2 separate regions of the Mus musculus genome follow, and region 2 is linked to region 1. A link is a contact called in public HiChIP or PLAC-seq data. All regions are on one chromosome and are shown on one strand. Each heading gives the region's core, a stretch centred on a gene start, on an enhancer-like site or on the middle of the called end of the contact. The rest is flanking DNA. Distances are from core to core; before and after follow the strand shown.

Region 1 (4,234 bases), core at 876-3,375:
GAGGAGCTAGAGAAAGTACCCAAGGAGCTAAAGGGAATCTGCAACTCTATAGGTGGAACAACAATATGAACTAACCAGTACCCCCAGAGCTCTTGACTCTAGCTGCATATGTATCAAAAGATGGCCTAATCGGCCATCACTGGAAAGAGAGGTCCAATGGACTTGCAAACTCTATATGCCCCAGTACAGGGGAACGCCAGGGCCAAAAAGTGGGAGTGGGTGGGTAGGGGAGTGGGGGGGGGTGTATTGGGGACTTTTTGGATAGCATTGGAAATGTAAATGAGGAAAATACCCAATAAAAAATTAATTCTAAAAAAAAAGTATCTTGGGGATTGCAGAGGGTACAGAACACTGGCAGATTTAGTAAAGAACAATCTTTACTCTATCAAAATGGCTACTTAGTAAACAAAATGCATCTGTCCATACCCTTGAGGAGAGAGTTTGTCCAGCCATCCACATTTCTCCTTGGCTGCTGAAGATCCATAGAAGCAGGCATAGGGAGAGATGGCATTTGAGATGGTTGATGACGGTTCAGTATTTCCACTCATGGAGCTTAAAGGATAACTGTGCCTATTGAAGGGGTCCAAGTAGAAGGCTTTTTGAGTCCTAGACTTGGACGCTTTGGAATTTTTTCTTCTTAAACTCTGGAAGCATTCCTCTACTGTGGAGTATTCTGACTCAGAGGCCGAATCCTGTGCAAGGTTATTTTTATCCTCGCGGGGTATCCAAATGTCTTCGACTTTGTCTTCACTCACTTTTTCCTTCCTGTTATCATATATGCTTGACTGGGTTAGGATAGAGTTTCTTGTAGTGGCTGCTTCCTCTTTAACTGTGTTCTCATGCGGCCAAAACTCATTCTTTATAGATCGCTTCTTGGAACTTTCTAGTCTCTGGAAGAGAAATGTCTCTCCATAAGGAAAGATGGAAGTTGAATTATCCTCATTTGAATTTTTCAGTGTCAAAGACTTTCCAGCTGAGGTAGTATTACTTCTTCTGTCACGGAAATAGCTCCCTGGGATTGATTTTGTTGACCCTGGGATCTCTGGTACAGAGCGATGTCTCAGTAGAAATGATCGAGAAGGTCTGGAAACCAACTTGCTCCGGCTTCTCATGGGGCCGTGGACTGGTGAGGACGGAACGTACAGTTCATTCACAACCATCTCGCCCTGAAACTGAAAGAACGGGGTTGGCGGGAAGCTTTCTAATACGCCATTCGTCCCGTTTCCAGAATGTGTGCCTGATGTTGGACAGTCCCCAGAGGGAAGACATTCAGTGTTTGTACTAAGTGCCTTGCTGTAATCTTCTGAGGTCAAATTGCCTTTTTCTGTGTGTTCTTCTCCAGCTGTGTACTCCACAGCCCTCTTGGTAATCAAAGGATCTATTTTGACATTTACACCACCAAATAAAGAATCTTTCGAAGAATCCACGTTCTGGTGTAGTTCTTCTTCTGGACAGGGCAGGTCATGTGAAGAAAGACATAGCTTATCATGTGATTTCGGAGACTGACAGTTTCCTTCACTAAGGGTACTGGTTGTAACCATCTCTGATGGTGCCGGGCCAGGTCTATGGACAGTAACGGAATCGGAACACTCTATGCCGGTGTGGCTGCTGGAAGATGGATCACTGTGTTGTTGCTCTTTTGTGGTGCTGCCGTTCTTTGCCTTATGCACATTTGCATATATGGGGAAGTCTTGCATTTTTGAAAAGATCATTTGTAACTGTTTCAGTATCCTCCTACGGTGTCCAGTAGGTGATATTCCAATCTGATGGAGTACGCTGTCATTTATCGACGTGCAGTCCCTCACGGTATAAAAACCGAATTCACGGAAATGTAAGAGGTACTGCTCCAAATTGATGCTCATCAGGAAATCTCTGATGTCCGCATTTACTTCGCTGACTGAGGACATAATGGTGGCTTCATTACTATGTGAGTGTTAAAAGCTGCACCATGAGACACACACACAAGGAAGTACTTCTTATGGGTTTTTTTCCTCCCTATCACTTCTGACAAAGTCTTTAGAATGTTATTTTCTGTTCATGTGCTCAAACCGCCTTTGGTTTCTCTTCCGACGCCCACTCGCGGGACGCGCAATCCGAGCGACACAATCCAGAGCCGCCTGAGCACTCCACGCGTCCCGAAGCGCTGCGTTCTCGCATCCAGGACCGGACCGCGGCCAGCGCACCCCGGGGACTCGCCTCGCTCGCACGCGGCCCGCGAGCCCCGGCAGCGCAGCGCCGGCTCGTCCCCGTGGGGCGCTGTCCCCGGCGTCGAGCGGGCGGACCCCGCGCCGCACCTGGAGGCGGGAGCGCGGTTGGGCTCGGCGGGCGAGCGCCAGATCTTTTCATCTTCTGAGATCTTCTTCAATTTCTTCCTTCAAAAATTTGAAGTTTTTAATCATACAAGTCTTTCACTTGTTTGGTTAGAATTTCCTCAAGATATTTTATATTATTTTTGGCTATTGTGAAGGTTGTTATTTCCTTGATTTCTTTTTTTTATTCTGTTTGTCGATTGCATGTAGAAGGGCTACTGACTTTTTTTTTTGAGTTAATTATGTATCCAGCCACTTTGCTGAAAATGTTTATCACCTGGAGGAGTTTTCTGGTAGAATTTTTGGGATTGTTTATGTAAATTATCATATAATCTGCAAATAGCAATACTTGGACTTCTTCTTTTCCAGTTTGTCTCTCCTTGGTCTCCTTCAGCTGTGTTTCATGAAACCCACAATTAACTGGAACTTGATGTTTGTTTTTTTCTAGTGATTTTGCTGTTTTACTTCTTCCTTTTAACTGTGGTGCTGGTAATAAACCAAGGGCCTCACAAATGTTGGAGGAAGTGTTTTCCTTGAGCTACATCTGTAGCTCTAGTTTTCATTTTTACATCTTGATTTTCTTGTATGAGTTCATTCTTGAATATTGCATAAGCTGTTTAAGTATAATTTTATACTTTTCCAAAAGTCTACTTGGATATTCTAGAAATTTTGTCAACTCATTTGTACTGCAGTGCACTGAAATGCCACTTTAGTTAAAAGCTCGATTTCTGTGTGAATTTTTTTCTTCTATACAACTGGCCTGCTTGTCTATGTAGGAGTGACTTCTATGATATTTTCATTATTCTTTATTATGCTTTAATGTCTAGCAGGATCTTTTTTTTTAAATTAAACACATTTTTCTTCTTGATATTCTTGTGCATTTCCTTTTTAAAGGGAAGATTTCCTGTAATGTGCATATCTCCATAAAATAGCGCAACATCCTTTAAGAAAGATGAATGACATCAATCCCTTGTGCTGAGGGAAGTAATAAGAAGTGTAAGAATTGGGCCTTAGGTCATGTGGGTTTCAGGAACCAGCTATGATTCAGGTTGGGATTTTCTCTTTTTATTGACTTCCTGGAAATGGTGCTAACTGTCTTGAAGGGACAGAAACTTTGAGGTGAGAGAAGCCTCAGGAGAGGTGGAGGTATTCAAATCATTGCCAGCAAATATTACTGGTTTAGATTTGAGGTGAGGCTGAACACTGTGGCAGTGAACATGTGTAAGAAAGACTGTCCATTTCCTGGTGTCCAGGAAGCATGGAGAAACAAGGAGATGGATGACCAATCAAGTCTTCAACACATGAACCCATAGAAACAAGTCATGTTCAAACCACAACTTCCTTCAAGGATGCTCACATTTCTGCTAAACATTTTCAGGAATAGAGAATTTGCTGACTATATATGTGATAGTCTTTGGAGGCATTGTGTGATAGATCCTGGAGATAGTACCACAGTAAAACTGAGAAATAACAAGGCAAACTCCAAACACATAACTTACATATGTAGTATTCACAATAGCTTTTGTTGTTATAAAATATTAAATATGCATGTTAAATGAAAAATATGAATATTTTTTAAAAACAATAATTGTTGTTTTTTAAAGGGTTAAATGAAGATAAGTGAGCTCCCGTGGGATTGGAGAGATAGCTCAGTTGGTGAGGATCTGAGTTCAAATCACAGAACCCATGCTGAAAACGAACTGTGGTGGTATGTGCTTGTAATCTCAGCTGTTTGAAGGGAGAGACAGATAGATCCCCTGAGCCTACCAGCCAGTGAGCTGAGCATGTCTGGGCAGGTCCAGACCAGTAAGATATTCTGTATCAAAAAACACGGTGTATAGAATCTTAGGAATGACACCTGATACTGCCCTTTGGCCTGCACATCCTTGTGCATATATATGTATACGTGCACAAGAGTACATACA
Region 2 (4,234 bases), core at 947-3,446, 200 kb after region 1:
TCTCTACATTCTTGCCAGCATCTGCTGTCACCTGAATTTTTGATCTTAGCCAATTCTGACTGGTGTGAGGTAGAATCACAGGGTTGTTTTGATTTGCATTTCCCTGATGATTAAAGATGTTGAACATTTTTTCAGGTGCTTCTCAGCCATTCGGTATTTCTCAGTTGAGAATTCTTTAGCGCTATACCCCATTTTTAATAGGGTTATTTGGTTTTCTGGAGTCCAACTTCTTGAGTTCTTTATATATATTGGATATTAGTTCCCTATCTGATTTAGAATTGGTAAAGATCTTTTCCTAATCTGTTGGTGGCCTTTTTGTCTTATTGACAGTGTTCTTTGCCTTACAGAAGCTTTGCAATTTTATGAGGTCCCATTTGTGGATTCTTGATCTTACAGCATAAGCCATTGATGTTCTGTTCAGGAATTTCCCCCCTGTGCCCATATCTTCGAGGCTTGTCCCAACTTTTTGTCTATAAGTTTCAGTGTCTCTGGTTTTATGTGGAGTTCCTTGATCCACTCAGACTTGAGCTTTGTACAAGGAGATAAGAATGGATCAATTCACATTATTCTACACGATGATAACTGCCAATTGAGCCAGCACCATTTGTTGAAAATGCTGTCTTTTTTCCACTGGATGGTTTTAGCTCCTTTGTCAAAGATCAAGTGACCATAGGTGCGTGGGCTCATTTCTGGGTCTTCAATTCCATTCCATTGATCTACCTGTCTGTTGCTGTACCAGTACCATGCAGTTTCTATCACAATTGCTCTGTAGTACAGCTTGAGGTCAGGGATGGTGATTCCACCAGAGGTTCTTTTATTGTTGAGAATAGTTTTTGCTATCCTAGGTTTTATGTTATTCCAGATGAATTTGCAAATTGCCCTTTCTAACTCAGTGAAGAATTGAGTTGGAATTTTGATTGGGGTTTGCATTGAATCTGTAGATTGAGTTTGGCAAGATAGCCATTTTTACTATATTAATCCTGCCAATCCATGAGCATGGGAGATCTTTCCATCTTCTGAGATCTTTTTCCATTTCTTTCTTCAGAGTCAAGGCATATTTCTACCCATTCTTGCTGTTTCTGTACTTTTATTGGACTTAATTGACTGCAGACCACAATTTATGGCAGAAAATGTGGCTCAGGAGACTTGCTAGACTGCTTCAAAGTACCCGAGCCTTTTCTCTTCAGCCTCCCACAAGCCTGAAGCAGGCTGAGCCAGAAGTTGACCTTGCTGCCACTAAGGAGATTATCTAGGTTGGAGCCTTCCTCCTTGGATCACTCTATTTTTCTGCCATTGCTGCTGCCGCTACCTGCTGGGAGTCAGCCTAGCTGTTCCGGAGCCTACATGTGGTCACCTGCAGCTGGGCTCCAAGGATGATTTGGTGGGAATGGGTTTTCTCCTCTCCTTTATAAAGTGTTAATTAAAATTTGAACCTTGAGCAAACTAGTTGTCTTGGTTCCATTATTTCTCAACCCATCTAGGCTCCCCCTTCTCTTCCAGTTCCAAGATGCCTTCCGGACTCGAACCCAGACATGAGAGCCGCAGGCCAGCCCCAACAATTTGGTGAACCAATGCAGAACCTGGGAATGGCAGAGGACATTTGGAAGAAGCACTGCTGGTTTGTAGCTCCACGGAAGAAGAAAAGAATTAAAGAAAATTCGTTCCTGGAAAAGGTTGGTACAGGCTAAGCTGGATCAGTACTAAACCCGCATGCTGGATTCACTTAGGTTCAGCAGTGAGTTATCGGGAACTAGGAACTCAACTTCCAGAAGCTGCCTTTTTTTTTTTAGGCGAGAGAAATAAAAGGGTTTAATAAAAGAGATTTTATAATCAGGCGGATGGCCGCAGTTGGAAACTGCATCAGGAAAGTAGATTTTGAAACTCTCCCAAGGACAGACAGAAAAATCGGGGAATCCCCTCTTGTGTGCATGCTGGCCAGTGTCTTTGTTCTGAGTGTCTGTCTTATGCTACCGGAAACGAACATGTGCTCGTTGTGTTGGTTTGTTGTCTGTGTTTCGTCCCATGTCTCTGAAAACATGGCGCAGTCTGAGTTTAGATCCGCCTGAGTTTGGTTTCTCTGGTGTTTATAGATGATGGGGTTTTCTGAAATGCGCACTTGGTAATTGCAGTGTCCCTTTGGGCTGTAAGCACCGGAGGACTGTGGTCAGCAGATGTGCTAGGAAGACCACTACCTCACCAGGGGACGCCCTGGGGAGTAGGGAGAGCCAGAGACGTCTGGCAATCTCCGGAGATCGGTCAGATGAACCAAGTTTTGTTTATGAAATGGAAGCTTACCCTTCTAATTCTTTTGCCTGCTCGTGGAAGATGAGAAAGGGTTGCATGTGTCTGGATCTGTTGGTTTCTGTTTTGTGTGTTCTGTGTATGTGTTTAGAGCTATGTGAAAATTTAGAAAAGTGCTAGTGTAACTGGAAAAGCCCTACTGGGAGCTGATTGCAAATGCAGCTCTTAAAGGGGCAGGCAGCCTTTTGCCTGTAACAGAAAGTTAGCTTAAAATTGGTAACTCAGAGTTAGAGTCATTCTAAACAACATGTGGCAGGAGCGAACCCAGGAAAACAGGTCTTTAAGGATCCTTCGAAATAGGATAATCTTTGGGCCAGGACTCTGGCAGAGTGTTCAGATTGAGAAAAGTTTGTGCTTGGGTAGCTGCGGAGCTCAGCTCTGAGCAGCCTCAGGGAGGTTTGTGTGGCATTTCAGGAGATGTTAATTGGCTAAGACCTCACCTTAAACTCACCACAGGAGAACTTAAGCCTTTGTCAGGTGCTATTAAGTGAGACACAAATTAACTGGCAAAGAACAAGAGGCCTTGCAGAAATTAAAGGAAGCTTTTATAGTTGTTATCAATTATAATCAATGGTAATTAAATATTAGCTGCTTATTTTAGTTATTGGTTGTTAAATGTGCCCACAGCAATTCCTTGGCTAGAAAAAACATTGTTGTAAAATCATCCTTCTTCATCTCAAAGTAAAGTTTCAGCATCCTATTAAGGCCGCCATGGTGCTAACAAAGAATTGTAAGATAAATTCATAGATTTTTAGAATAACTATAACAAAAATTGTGTCTTAAAAACCTGTGTCTGTTCCTTGTTCTAAACAGCAATTAATTTGGTTATTACAGAATATTAATATTTGATTTATTGCATACCATCATTTTAAATAATAATAGATAAGTTAATAAATTGTTTTTATGCGTGCTTTTGTATCTTCTATAAATTCATGCATGCATGCATCCCAATTACTGTGTTTAAAAACAGCCCTCTTATGGGAGAAAAGTATATGTGAATTGGATCACATGCTTTTTCTTTTGAGCTTCCCCCTGCTTCAACAAAGATAATTAAATTGTGTGTTGTAGATGGTATTTTAAAATGTTGAATAATCAAGCTTAATTTGTATCTTTATTAATATATATATCTCAGAGCTTTCAATTGCTTAAAATTGTTCATCCCTCAAATGCTATTAATTCTCAAGCTTGCAATTGCTTATGCTATTCATAAGAAAAAAATACTGTTCCTTTAAAAAGACTGTTTGTGGACAGTTAAAATATTGTCCTGGGTTGCCTGGAAAAGACTCCCAGGATTTGCTTTTCTGTTATAGAGATTTACAAAAAGCTTTAGCTGAAAAAGGATTATAGATAGCTACTGAAAATATACAAACTTAGGATCTTTATAATTATTTGGGCTTTAGACTTACTGATCAAGCTGTTTTTCCCCAGAAGATAGTTATTCGCAGAGACAACGTAAGGACTTTGAATGATTTTCAAAAATTGTTTGGTGATATTAATTGGCTTCACCCCTATTTAAAGATCACTACATAAGAGTTGAAACCTTTATTTGATAGTCTTAAAGGGAGTTCTGATCCTACCTCCCCTAAAGCACTAACCTCAGAAGGATTGCTGGCCGTACAACAAGTGGAAAAAGCTATTGAAAAGCAACTGTCACTTATATAGATTACTCTTTGCCGTTACACCTGTTAATTTTTTAAAAAAATTTTATTAGGTATTTTCCCCATTTACATTTCCAATGCTATCCCAAAAGTCCTCCATACCCACCTCCACCCCCACTCCCAGACCCACCCACTCCCCCTTTTTGGCCCTGGCGTTACCCTGTACTGGGCCATATAAAGTTTGCATGTCCAATGGGCCTCTCTTTCCAGTGATGGCCGACTAGGCCATCTTTTGATACATATGCAGCTAGAGTCAAGAGCTCCAGGGTACTGGT

What was found. HiChIP or PLAC-seq counts read pairs in DNA pulled down with a chosen protein or histone mark.
Region 2: a BATF HiChIP or PLAC-seq map of CD8 T cells shows a contact between it and region 1, with 5 read pairs. The contact joins two enhancer-like sites. A contact is called at or near these places in 11 of 39 promoter capture datasets (cranial neural crest, embryonic stem cells, frontonasal cranial neural crest and 7 more), 3 of 115 datasets of contacts at active chromatin or transcription factors (CD8 T cells, bone marrow-derived macrophages and memory CD8 T cells) and 3 of 9 other capture datasets (adipose tissue, liver and pancreatic islet).

What each region holds. Positions count from the first base shown.
Region 1 is chr19:11,090,171-11,094,404 of GRCm38.p6, forward strand. It overlaps the pseudogene Gm336. Among named protein-coding and RNA genes, the nearest start is that of Ms4a8a, 11 kb to the left of the region's middle. Within about 2 kb of position 2,126, at least 18 of the 459 cell types and tissues checked have an H3K27ac peak or open chromatin away from gene starts, as enhancers often do. A contact at or near this core is called in CD8 T cells, bone marrow-derived macrophages and macrophages, where this site is marked.
Region 2 is chr19:11,291,140-11,295,373 of GRCm38.p6, forward strand. It overlaps 4930526L06Rik (RIKEN cDNA 4930526L06 gene), which reads left to right. Exons shown (of 3, transcript NR_045317.1): 2 at 1,501-1,673. Among named protein-coding and RNA genes, the nearest start is that of Ms4a5, 9.4 kb to the left of the region's middle. Within about 2 kb of position 2,197, at least 95 of the 459 cell types and tissues checked have an H3K27ac peak or open chromatin away from gene starts, as enhancers often do. A contact at or near this core is called in CD8 T cells, bone marrow-derived macrophages and macrophages, where this site is marked.